3 separate regions of the Drosophila melanogaster genome follow, and all the other regions are linked to region 1. A link is a contact called in public Hi-C data. All regions are on one chromosome and are shown on one strand. The core of a region is the stretch at or near the end of the contact, and the rest is flanking DNA. Distances in the headings are between cores, read along the strand shown.

Region 1 (4,587 bases), core at 1,699-4,198:
TTTTGGGGGCTCTTTCCAAAAGTCAACGAGATGAGTCCAAGGTCTATGATTGTCTTGTACGAAGTGTTTATATGAATTTAGCTAGAGCTACTTCTAGAGATAGCCAGCTATCCTTATCCTTGTGGGTTTGTCATCAGGCATATCCCGATAGATTAAACCCCAAGGAGTGGGAGCTGTTTGTGAACAATTTCATGGGTAGTTCTGATGGCAGTATGGTGCTAAGTCAGCTTGGAAAACTGCCCGACTGCATGCCCAAGGAAGCGCAATTAAAGCTGGCTATGTTACTCCAATTGTTCCCAGATTTGCGAAGCAAGCTCCAGTTGGAGAAGGACTATATCTGGCGCGGATTCATTGAGGCTCAAGCGGATGATGTGCTACGTAAGTTGTAGAAATAATTTAGTTAATTTCATCTTATTCAGATTTATTTTCGAACTTACAGCTGCGTTGGGGTCCAGCTTCCAGCGTGTGCTTATTGCTCAGATTTTCCGACCCGACTTGATGCTTCACCAACTGCGAAAAGTGAGTAGCGATCTGCTGGGAATTTCCCCAGATGCCTCCACCCAACCTTCTGTGGAGCAGTTGCTGCAGCAGAGCAGCTGTGATCGCCCGATTTTGATGGTTAGTCATGCGGAAAATGATCCAACAACTGAATTGAGAAAGTGGGCCAATCAAAAGTATAGAGAAATGGCTATTGGAAAAGGTGTTGAGAAAAGAGTTCTCTCCGAAATGCGTCAGGCTGCCATAGATGGCCACTGGTTATGCGTTAAGAATGTCCATTTGGTGCCGGAATTTCTAACTCAAATGGAAAGGGAATTAAGTGAAATTCAAAAATCGAAAGACTTTCGATTGTGGCTATTGTGCGAATCAACCGAGGGATTTTCCGAAGCTGCCATTTATAAATGCCTTAAAGTACGTTATGAGCAGCCTAAGGGACTAAAGCAGATTGTGATGCGTTTGCTCCAGAACTTCGCTGCTGAACAGGATCAAAAGCTTAAAAACCAACCAAAGAGCCTCAAGATGAGACTGGTTTATTTTGTCCTAACAGCTGTGCTTCAACAAAGGCGACAGTTTATACCACAAGGTTGGTCAAAATACTATGAATTCGGTGAGGCAGATCTAAAAGCGGCTCTGGGTATCCTAAGAATGATGGATCAGCAACTTAATTCAGGAAAATGCGATTGGTTGCTGATGCAACGTCTCAGTGAAGCCCTCGCTTATGGCGGAAGAGTAAATAATCAGAGGGATCTGGAGATACTCACAACCTATCTGAACCAGTTTTGTTCAGCGGACGTCTTAAGCAATCGTTGGTCACCTCTTGGATTATCTCTATCCATACCAACTAGCGGTCAACTGCAGGACTACTACGCTGCATTGGAGAAACTTCCTGACACAGATGAGCCCAGTATGTATGGTTTGGCCAATCAGGCACAACAGCAACGCGAAATTGAACAGGCCAAAAGAGTGATAAAGGAACTCAGGGGATTGCATTACGGAAGAGGCTTGGCTAAGGATTCTGGAGGAGCAGGAGAGTCTAAGGGAAACGATCAGCTCACTGGTCGTCAGAAGCTGGAACAGCAAATTAAACCCCTACTGAATCTATGGAGAAAGTTGGCGGCTTCGTGTACCATAATCCAGACTATGAAGGAGGCAAAAACTGATGTGGGTGAATCTCCCTGGGCACTTTTTGTGCTGGCTGAACTGAAACTAGGGGCGGATCTCTACGGCATAGTTCACCAGACTTTGTCGCAGATGCATGCCTGGCTTAAGGAGTCGCAGGAGGTGGATGGCAGCACTCTGAGAACTCTGGCAGAACAGCAGGTAAGAAACTGGGGTACAGTAACGTAACTTGAAAATGCATAATAAACTGAAATTCATAGATTCCTGCCAGTTGGCTTAAACTATGGCCTGGACCTGGCAGCAACAGTGCCGTGGACTTTTTAAGAGCCCTAATCGTTCGAGCCCAGGCTGCCGAACTTCGATTCCGGGAGCAAATGCATCTGGATTTTGTAGAGGATATCAATTTCGTCCAGGTGTTTAACTGTGAGAACCTGTTGTCCTGTTTAAAGCTGCTGCAGTCTCGAAAACTGGCAGTTTCCACCGAACGCCTGGAGTTGCAAACTTGCGGCTCCTCAAACTTGGAAAGTGATTCTTCGGACATAATACTCAAGCTGGCGCCGCTAAAGGTGAGTAAGAATTAGTATCTTTAACCGATAATGTTTTGACATCAAGTTGTGAAATCAAATTCAGCAAGCCACTTACTCATGATTCAAGGGGTTATGTCTTCTATGTCTTCTTCTTTAGCGACTAAGAATATATTTCGAAGCCATAAAAGGAAATTTAACTAATCGCAGGATAATCAGCCAAGAAATTGCCATAACTATAATATTCGCGGTAGATGGCGCATTGGTTAAGTTGGGGATAACCATTAAATATCATAAGCCCTCGAGAAGCGTTACAGTAAATACAATAAACATTGAGAAATAATTTTGGGATACATTTTGCCAGGTTGCTATATCAGATACAATTGGATGCACACGTAGTAGTAGTAACAGTAACAATACTCTGTTACGGATTACCTGGATAGTAGATATGCATACATCCATAGTCCAAATTGATTCCCCCAATCCAAAATCCCAAAAGATACTTATTTATCTTTTGGGACGAAGACTGATGACATCTTCTCTCCCTCTTGCCCGTTTGCTTCTTGTCTTTGTTCCTCACCTTCCCCATTTTGGCCATAAAATGTGTCTCCATCGCCGTCTCCATTCTGGCCGTTTCCATAGCTTCCGTATCCGTAATCCTGCGCCTCCTGTTTTCGGTGCGCCGCCGCCGTTCAATGCATCGAAATTAAGCTTGAAATGTGCACTGGATGCCCGTTCTTTTCAGTTTTCTCACGCCGCTTTTTTTGTTTTCATTTGATTGACATTCCGGTACAAGAGGGGGAATTAGAGATGGCACCTTGTCCGATGCCTATCGATAAGCAGTTCTGAGCACAAACTTACATTTTACTTTCCCTTCTCGTTTGTATATCTACGTATTCGATGCCAATCGATAATCGGTTTGGAAGCTGACTATGGGGAGTGCATCCGCTATGCCCTGATGGGTGTACCTGCTAGAACTAACACTGTAAAAAAACAAATAACTATTTTTTTGTATATACATTTTAGGACTTGGAGAATAAACTTTGCAAATCATCTACCCGCTTTTCGCCTTTTTTTTTGTTTTTAGCAATTGTGAATATATGTAATGTGGAATATATCTAAGTATTTCATTAGTAACTAAACTTGGCACTATTCATTTTCCATTACAGATTGATGGCGCCCAGAGTGGAATGGGAAAATCGAACCCCTTCTACATCAAGTACAAAATAAAAGACGAAGTACAAAATGTCAGTCATACGACTACTAGTTCCTCAAAATACGGCAAAAATTCGCTATATTCCACGCAAAATGCTGAATCGAAGCCCAAACTCCCATTATATTCTCGGAGCAGTCGCGACAAATTGATTTGCCACCTAAATGTTGATATTGTGACCGGAACTGCGGAACAAATTCTCTTGGCCGGAACAGCGCTAATAGTCGAAGATTATTAAACACCACTCAATATTATTTTATACCAATATATTTCAAATATATATGTAGAGAAGCGAAGAATGTGTTGGACTGACACTTGAATAGCAATTCACCTTCGCAAATATTAAATAAAAACCAAACGAAACTCTTTTAACATTAGTTTCCTACCCTTGACACGCTGTCATTTGGGTCCCAACTAATTCTAAGTAAATATTTAAACAACTAACAATTAGGCAGCCAAAGGCAAACATAAAAATGGGCCATTAAACATTTAAGGCGAGGACTTAGACTCTGAAGAGCTAATTGATTTCCATATGTCTCAGTGTCTGTGTTTATTCGGGGATGCCCCTAAAAATTAATTTGCCACCGCCGAAGGGATTTTATTGCGTCCTGTGTCCCTCATAATCTGCTCATATTAAACTAATTGCCGTAAATTTCAACAACAAACTGCCATAAATGTCGGGCATACTTTTAGTTGCCAAGACATCCCCGACATCCCCCAGGCCCAAAACCATTTTACCGTCAAAAACTTGTCTTAACTTTAATTAAGTGGCATTATGTTCAATTAGGCAAAAGTTTCCAATATGCAAATTAACACAATTTGAGTGTAAAGTGCCTCCCGGTACCGAGAAGGGGGCGTGGCAGCCGGCTTCTGTGGCATATAAATTGCCCTCCGCACAAATCACAGTGCCTCGTATCGGTGGGCGTGGCAGTTTGTTAACACATTTTGCAAATTTAGCTATGCAGACTTCTCAGATTTTGTTGTACGCCTTTCCCAACTTGTTGTGCTGTCGGCTATTGAGAATAAATAATTTATTACGCTTCAAATGGAAATTTAGTTGCGGATTAAGGAATTAGGCAGCGCGATAAGGCTGAAAAGGTAATTGAGTAAGGATATAAAGTGAATGTGTATATCAAAAGATACATAAACTCCGCTCCGAACTTCAAATCCAATTAGCTACAAGGAAGAACAGTTTAAAGACCTCCTTCTTATGCATTTAGGCTACATAAAGAT
Region 2 (4,240 bases), core at 666-3,165, 170 kb before region 1:
ACCATTGTGTCCAACACCAGCTACGACGGGATCAACCAGATGGAGCTGCCCGGTCGGCTGAAGAGCTACCTTAAGGAGTATCACTACAAGCAGAAGCTGCGCGTCAAGCCCATCGACCAGAACACCCCGATGCCGTACTACGGCAATGTATAGCGGGAGGAGCAGCAGGTGGGCTTCACCTACTACGAGGACGTGGAGAGCGGCAGCGAGGTGGACGAGGACGACGACGAGGGGGTCAACATACGGGTCTCCTACGTTCAGCACGCCGAGGTGGTGGCCCAGCTGCAGCAGGTCACCACGGCGTCGGGCCCATCGGCTCCGTCCTCATCCAGATCGTCCAATCTTCAGGAGCACCTCAGCAGGCTGCCCAACCGCATGGCAGCCGCCTTTGGTCGGATGTCGGCCAATCTGAATTGCTACCAGAAGACTGTCGCCACGCCGGAGCGTCACTCCAACTCCTCCTGAGGATCAGGACGTGGACGGAGGGGCAAACAGAACCCAGAAACCAAAACTCAAACTGAGACAATCCCAGTGCAGCGTGTGCCGCCACCATAAGTTAAAAGATCAAACGCGAAGCCACATAACAAAATCGCTAGCTCGCTACTACAAGACTGTCATGGATCAAAAACCAAATGTTCACCATATATATCTCACCTATTGGAATGCAGCTCGGACGGATTTTTGAGTTGTGGCACTCTTGAAAGCGAGCTGGTAGAATGTAGAATCGAAATCGCAGTTAGCTAATTGTACTATAAACTAAGTATTATTATCTAAAGCAACCCTCTCTCCTACACACATAAGTATTGCAAAAAGAAGGGCCAATCGAGCTTTTCGTAATCGCTGGTATTCTTGTAATATTTCATTGTATTTATTTGAAGTATGGAATCTAAATGATGTGTTACTGTTACGTGTAAATACGAGATACGAATGCAGCTTAGTTAGTGTAAAACTCTCTCATTAGCCAAATTTCCAAATGTAATTTTCGCCTATTTATGAATATACTTTATTTATTTATTCGAAGTGATTTCGTTCGCAAGCGAGTGCTTTGTTTAAAAAGAAAAAACCCGTCAGTTGTACACGTGTAGAGCATTTGTAAATACTACCGATTTTCGCATTAAGCTGTAGCTATATTAATATAATGAATTATAAATCATGTATTCCTACCTAGGTGGTTGCTGTTATTCGTAAACATTCAATAAGCAGTTGTTTCCAATACCTATTTAATGTATTTTACATATCTCACATGTTGATGAGCATGCGTATCAATATTCAAAAACAAAATCGAAAAAAGAGTCAAACAAATAAAGTTGATCAAGATATTAGAAAAAATCTCAAAGTGTGTTTTGAATCAGAAGTGTGGAATCATAATCAACCCAAATGATTGATGTATTTTAATATCTTTAACAAATGAATGTTTAACTCATTCGTTATTTTCATTATAAAGTCGTGAATTCTTTATAAAATGAGAGTAATCAACTAAAATCTATAGATTTCTATTTATTTTATTTTATATCTATAAAATATCTATAGATATTCTATCAAGATTATGCTGAACTAAACCTTTTTTACTTTCTTTTATGGAATTCGAATATGCAATCTTAATGAATTCTGTGTCGCATATTTGTAATCTTTTTGCAATTTTATTTATATATTTTTATAAGATGAATTAGGTATGCTTTTTTTAAGTTTAGGTAAATGTGGAATATTAGTTTGTATATCAATTTAAAAATCACACTTTTTGAAACGTACGTATAAATAAAAATTAAAGGGGAGAGGTCATATTTAAGATGTAATTCAAGTGAATTACAAAAATTCAAAAATTAAATGACTTTATCATTAATTTTATAGTTGGAAACAAAGCCAGCTCAGTGAGAACTGGTTGAAAATGCCTATCGGACTATCGATGAGTATTCATCGCTAGTGGTAACTTGCGACCAACCCGAGGCTGGTCACACTGCTCTGGTCGCGTCCAAAAAGTGTACAATTTTTCACCACCTCGGTTTGTTTTTTCGGACCAGGCGAGGCACCTTCGATTCGCTGCGACTTCCGTTTCCGATCCGTTTCGGATGATAGCTCTGAGTGCGCTGCTAACCAAATATACGATCGGTATTATGAGCAACCTAAGCAATGGCAACAGCAACAACAACAACCAGCAGCAGCAGCAACAACAACAGGGTCAGAACCCACAACAACCAGCACAGAATGAAGGCGGAGCGGGAGCGGAGTTCGTGGCGCCACCGCCCGGACTAGGTGCCGCAGTGGGCGTGGCAGCCATGCAGCAGCGCAACCGCCTGCTGCAGCAGCAACAGCAGCAGCACCACCACCATCAGAATCCCGCCGCCGAGGGAAGTGGCCTGGAGCGGGGCAGCTGCCTTCTGCGCTACGCCAGCCAGAACTCCCTGGACGAGAGCTCCCAGAAGCACGTCCAGCGGCCAAATGGCAAGGAGCGCGGCACTGTGGGGCAGTACAGCAATGAACAGCATACGGCGCGCTCCTTCGACGCCATGAACGAGATGAGAAAGTAAGGATGGCACGAGATCCTGTCGAAGGATCAGTTCGTACGACTATAAAATTTGGTTAAGTCCTTAAGCATCATAAAGAAGTAGCCAGGGTTTCTAAAGACCTTAAGGCAGTATATTTAGATCCACAAATAGTATTATATCCTAATTCCTACCTGTGAGAGGTTTTAAAAACCTTAGGTAGAACATTGGTTATTTTGTACCTGCCCTGGAGAATAGAACACACAGCACCCACATAGGACTTTTAATGATATGCAGAATTAGATCTATGTGATTTTATAGCCTGATTATGTAAATAAGCACACCTACAACGGTTCGAAAAATGTTTCAAATGTCATTTGTTTGCTCAACAGCAAACCAGCTGAACGTTCGTTCAGGTTCTAAAAAGGTGTCAGCTATTTCCCAGTTACTATTTCCTTGACAAAACAAGCTGATCTGAGTTTCTACCACTAAAACTTTCAGTTGTTAAATATGACGACCTACCTCAACTTAATATAAATAGAACTGTGCTAACTACACTCTATTATAAACTCATCTCCTCTGTTCCCGGACAAAGGCGCATGATTCAATCCCTGCGTGTTCGACGGGAACAGGTGGACCGACTGGCTCTCGAGCTTTGAGATTTGGGCCAAGATGCGAAAATAAAATCTCTGAAAATGTCAGATGATCGTCTCTCGCATATTTGCGCAGTTCGCTTTGTTTATCTGGCCGTTGCTAATATTTGTGTTTGCACACTACATATGTATAAACGAATATTTGCCGCCGCTTTTGTCGTGGGGCCATTCGCATTAATTATTGTCTAGTTTTTATTATGATGAGTTGCTTACGCCTTCGGGTTTCGCATTGGGCCACGACCTTGAACTTGGTTGCGGCCAAAAATGATATTCGTTTTCGAATCGCATTTCGATTCCGCTTCCGCGTCTCCGCCTTTGCTTACTTTTTGGAAAACTACTGGGCGTATGGAAAATTTATTGGTAGCTTACATAAAACGAGTTTTTTTTTTCGGACCAATCATATCGTATTCGGCGCGAAAGTGAATGTGGTATAACCCAAAAAGTAAGCCGAGCGTTGTAATGTGGATTGCTTTTTGATTGGGAATTGAATCACACAAATATTTCGTGAGGTGTATATTCTATGAGATTTTTTTTATTGGGTTATAATTATAACACCTTACGATTTTGAAGACAAAAGATCTTAGTCTTTTCGAGTAGTCATCATCATTTAATGGCGCCATAATTTGCACAGTTAATAGCATCCCCGTCTCTTTTTACAAAACAAAATATTTTCCTCTTGAAAAAATTCAAGCACTTTTGTTTACAAACATACATACCAGCCTTGAAGATATTTAGCACGCTTTTAAACTGTTTATTTGGCAATCAAAACGATCTATTGCTAGTGGATTTCAAAGTCTCAATATTGTCGATACATGACGGTTACTAACCAATTTACTGCGTACAAAAAAATGTATCAAATCTGATATATATATATTTTTACCTATAACAGACAAAAACAGCTCTGTGATGTGATATTGGTGGCCGACGATGTGGAGATCCACGCTCACCGCATGGTGCTGGCCTCCTGCAGTCCGTACTTCTATGCGATGTTCACCAGTTTCGAGGAGTCGCGGCAGGCGAGGATCACCCTCCAGAGTGTCGATGCTCGGGCCTTGGAGCTGCTCATCGACTACGTATACACTGCCACGGTGGAGGTAAACGAGGATA
Region 3 (4,458 bases), core at 1,860-4,359, 190 kb after region 1:
GGAGAAGGTATTGTTCTATCTTAAGGTTTTCTAAAGCTATCCACATATTTACATATATTTTCTATTGCTCCTTTTTTTACCAGTGTGTTAATTCATCATTTTGTAAATGGTATTACCTGCAAAGTGCGTTTATCACGTGCTGTGTTTGGCGGTTTTATGCCTTTTTTGGACGCCACCTTCTCATTTTTCTTAGCTGGTTTTAAAACAGGTCTGTAAACAGGGTAATATGCGCATCCTCATTTTAAAGTCAATATCTTTTGATTGTTTCAACGAAAAACGTGCAGCGCTTAAAAAATTAATTACATTCCACTGGCTTACAAAAATGGCGATGAGTAAGCGAGTCTTGGGAAAGATTAAAAATTAAGCTCCCTTTTAATTCAACACATACAATGAGGATAAGGTGTAAAGTTAGTGTGTGGCATGGAGTTCAGATTATGTATCTTTTCTTATTACATTTTCAAATCCATCTTAAACTTTCAGCGAACAATAAGCAAATATTGCATTGATTAATGATCTGGTAGTAAAAAAATACATCTAGCAGACCATTTATCACAGCCAAATGGTAAATAAAATCTTCGCAGTAATTCAATACATTTTGCCTCCTTTTAGGGGTTTTGGCCAACATTGGCACATAGTCCGTCATAAAGTGGAAAATCAAGTAAAATCAAGTGAATAAGTCATGAATCGAATGGGGAAGAGTAGGTGCGGCAAGGGGGTATTCAAACAGCATCTGTAACGAAAATCAAATCGAAAATTATTCAATAGGCTTTTGCCAACGACGTCTCGAGTGGCCATCGGAATCGGATTGGCTTGGATTCGAATTGGATTGCCTGCGATTGGGTTTTTCTCCTATGTTTTTTTTTGTTAATCGGACTCCGTTTGCTCCACAAATGCATTTTAGATGTTTGCCCACTGGGACGACGGCTTTCCGTTGAGGGCGACAAGATTTACATAAATAAGTGCGCACCAAAAGCGGGATAAGAAATCGTTGATTTTCCCCTATCGACACACTCACATATTTATACACCATCGAGGTTTCTTTTTTCATTTTGGGCGTTTGATTGCCTTTTTTGGGTGCCCATTTAGACAAACCGCAACGAATTTTCTCACTTTTATCGCATTTTAATTAAAAGCTGCCGAAGGTTTGATTTGAGCCAAAGCAAAACTGGATTGAAAGAAATATATTTTAACGGAGCCAAAGAATTGGGAAAAAGTGGAATCATATCTGAGATATTTATGAACACATAAATATGTCTAATTATTTGGATAGAGGCGCGGATTTGGTATATGTTTAATATTAATAGAAAATTAGTCGAAAAACGAAACGAAACCAGAACGCTGTGTTCGTATTAAATAAGCAATGTTGTGTTTTTATATCTTGCATACTTATTTAAATATTCTGAAAATTTTAATAAAACTTTTAAGCTACAGTAGGAATTATATTCATTAAGAAGTAACCGTTTTCCTTTGATAAAATATACCTATAATCATAATTCATAATAATTTGCTCGAATCGATAGTTCAACACATCTAAGATCTTTTCTGAGATGTAAATAATGTGCTAACACTTCGAGAAATAGACATTCAAAATGAAGTCTACATGGAAGTGCTTCTCGAATTTCGGCTATAAGCCCCTCAACTTAGCCGACTTAAGCATCCGGTGACAGCTTGTTAGCCCGTTCTTAATCATTGCCCACTGGCCCGTTGACCATTTAGCTCTCAACGACTTCCGTTACGCTTGAAAGGAATTCTTATTTATTTGTTTTCATTTCCCCCTCCGTTGCCAACATTTTATTTTACCATTTTGCGCTTGCTTTGTCAGCGATTTCAAAGAGATGATTATCTAAGAGCTTTCTGCCTGTCGGCGGCTTTGTCTCGTCGACTACAGACGACTAAATATATATATCTGGATCCCGACTTTTGTTGTTGCCCAACATCAATATCTCAGCGTCGATCGCCTTTCATATTTGTCACACATTTTCGAACTGGAAAACTGGTTCCTCCTCATGCATGACATTCGTTGTCTGTGGGTCACTTCATTGTGAAAACACTGCTGCATTTTAGTGCACTTGCCGATGGGCGGCTGTCTCTTTCCTTCGGGATCTGCCCTCTCTGTCATCTTCACTTGCACATTTCGATGTGACAGCTTTTTACCCAAGCGTTTTTTAATAGCCTCGTTTTCGCCTCATCATGTGGCTAATGACCAACAGCTGACCGCATAGTAGCGCAAATGTTTCAAGGTTGCTTACGTTTAGATAACGGTGCCAAGTCCGGTCTTATAAGTTCAGCGTGAGAACAAACATAGAAAAGTTTGATTTATGGGATCAGCAGATCATTCGAAACCAATTTGAGCTCGCTTCCACGGTAATCATCAAAAATGTGCAAACATAATTAAACAAATTCGTAGAATATCTAAGCTGATCACCTAGAAATTTGGTTAACCCCAAAGTATATTTAAGTAATCATTTCAATGGCTTGGATAAACTTTTGTTGAGAAGGCCTCACTAGAATGGGAATGCTTTATTCTCAACTTTCTGGATTCTATAGTTTATGGATAAGTCGATGTTCATATTCATTCAGTATTCATTCAGATAAGGATATCGTGAATATAATATAGAAAAGATGGTACGTAGAAAAAACGTGCATATTAGAGGTCTTTTAATATAACCGATTTTATATGTAGTATTCAATATACTGTTTTGGAGGCCCTAATATCTAAATTATTTTACTAATTGGGAGTCGGTTTTCGGGATTACCAATTGGCCACTTCCACTCCTGACACCTTCAAATATCGTTTTCTTTCAAGTATATTCGTCATAATAACCTACAGAGTTCCCTAATATTTTTTCTAGTGTATATGCAAAAGCCGGGTGTTCATTCAAAACATAAACAAAAGCATTCATTTTACCGGCACCACGGATGAACTCGCTCCCGTCAGCGCTCCCCTTCTTTCTTCGTCCATCCATCTCTTTCTGTCTCGCGATGGAGCGCACAAAACAAGAATAACAACCTAGACGCTCTTCCGAGGCAGAAGATACGAGCAGAGCGGATCAGCATCGGATCATTTGTTTTTATTCCTCGCTTTTCAGTTCGATTTGAACACGCGAGCGGGAAGCTTCGGTGAAGACGGAAAAGCGGTCGGAAAAGCTGCTTTTATTGGCGGGAGAGCGCGTGAAAAGTGCATGCTGTTTAAAAAAAATAATAGTGTGTTGACGAAGGAGTTAAACAAAGAAGGTGCGGAAAATTGAGGAACGGTCGCGGATGTACACAAAATGTGGGCATAAATTGGGGTTGCGGAGTGAGAAGGAAAGCCAAATATAACTTGTTACTTACATAAATACACATAAAATTAAATATACATAAAATTAAAATTAATATAATTATTAAAGTGTTAGTTTTGCATTTTTAAGAATTTCAACATATGTTTGTATAGTACTTTCTTTATTAGATGAATAATAAAATTAATCTTAAGCATTATTCCCGGTGTGTTTGCGCCGTTTGCTTACGTTAAAGTTTCCCCATTTTCGATTGCCTTTAAATCTATTTTTGGAGCGCAGTGCGTTTTCCTTTTCATTTTGGAGCCCCAATCCCGTTACCGTACATTTGCATCTCTCCCTAGCATTTCCGTTGCGTGTGCAAAAATCGACAGAGGAAAACAAGAGCAGCAGAATGCTAAAGTGCAGTGATGTGAGAAAATAGAGAAGGAAAAAAAATATTGTATATTTTTAAATATTCGCCCTCAAGGCGGGCCCATGCAATACATACAACCGAAAATAATAAGAACTGAAATAAGACCAGCCCTTTGGAGATTTGCCCCCTGCTAAAAGTGCGTTGCATGTGTTTCTAATAATGAAGTGTTTATTTTGGGCGCCCGCAAGTGAAATGCATTTGAATGCCACAGCGATTGAGCAGCGACTCGAAATCAAGAGATAAATAAAATTCGGAAATTCGAAGTGTTTGTATATTCGTTGTGCTTTTTTATAGCCGCCTTCAATTTTTTGGATTGGATTATTTCCCTTGGCGGTAAGCATTCCATCAGATATCTTCAATACCGGCAAACAAATTGTGATTTATGCATTTGTTGTGAAATATTTTCGCCGCCTGTGCAATCTTCTCGGTTGCTCGTCGGCGTAAAAGTATCTTTTATTTAATGGCTACAATCTCCCAGTTTTCGTCTTCTTTTTCTGTACTTTCGAAGATTTTATCTTCTTTGATGTAATTTCAGTAATTTGGCTTAATGTTTTAACAGTTCGTTTCAAGTCAAATGGCTACAGGCTACTCTTGCAGATACTTTTACTATATTTCTGGTGTGCTATCCAGATTAAATGGGATGGAATGCAGATGTGATAGACTTATTTTGAAATATAGTGTTATATTTTGTGGGCTTAAGGCATATTAATATTAACTCATCATTTACATTTTCCATTTCTGTTAATAAATTTAAATAATGTGTTAGAT

The links. A called contact is a pair of places that touch in the nucleus more often than the background predicts.
Region 2: a contact with region 1 is called in a Hi-C map of the S2 cell line, with 2.3 times the contacts expected there. The contact joins the promoter of kel here to the promoter of CG5674 in region 1. A contact is called at or near these places in 30 of 107 Hi-C or Micro-C datasets (the D17-c3 cell line, the Kc167 cell line, the ML-DmBG3-c2 cell line and 12 more) and 4 of 6 datasets of contacts at active chromatin or transcription factors (the Kc167 cell line and the S2 cell line).
Region 3: a Hi-C map of the Kc167 cell line shows a contact between it and region 1, with 4 times the contacts expected there. The contact joins the promoter of CadN here to the promoter of CG5674 in region 1. A contact is called at or near these places in 8 of 107 Hi-C or Micro-C datasets (the Kc167 cell line, the S2 cell line, cellular blastoderm embryo and 1 more) and 1 of 6 datasets of contacts at active chromatin or transcription factors (the Kc167 cell line).

The regions. Positions count from the first base shown.
Region 1 is chr2L:17,961,740-17,966,326 of dm6, reverse strand. It overlaps CG5674, which reads right to left and starts at 2,948. Exons shown (of 2, transcript NM_165233.3): 1 at 2,722-2,948. The coding sequence starts at 2,781. It overlaps btv (beethoven), which reads left to right. Exons shown (of 25, transcript NM_001042904.4): 22 at 1-378; 23 at 440-1,818; 24 at 1,878-2,183; 25 at 3,311-3,702. The coding sequence ends at 3,592.
Region 2 is chr2L:18,135,758-18,139,997 of dm6, reverse strand. kel (kelch) reads left to right here and starts at 1,915. Exons shown (of 6, transcript NM_165242.2): 1 at 1,915-2,521; 2 at 4,023-4,240. The coding sequence starts at 2,067. It overlaps Socs36E (Suppressor of cytokine signaling at 36E), which reads left to right. Exons shown (of 4, transcript NM_165243.3): 4 at 1-1,323. The coding sequence ends at 153.
Region 3 is chr2L:17,776,991-17,781,448 of dm6, reverse strand. It overlaps CadN (Cadherin-N), which reads left to right and starts at 3,109. Exons shown (of 24, transcript NM_165227.3): 1 at 3,109-3,234; 2 at 3,650-4,023.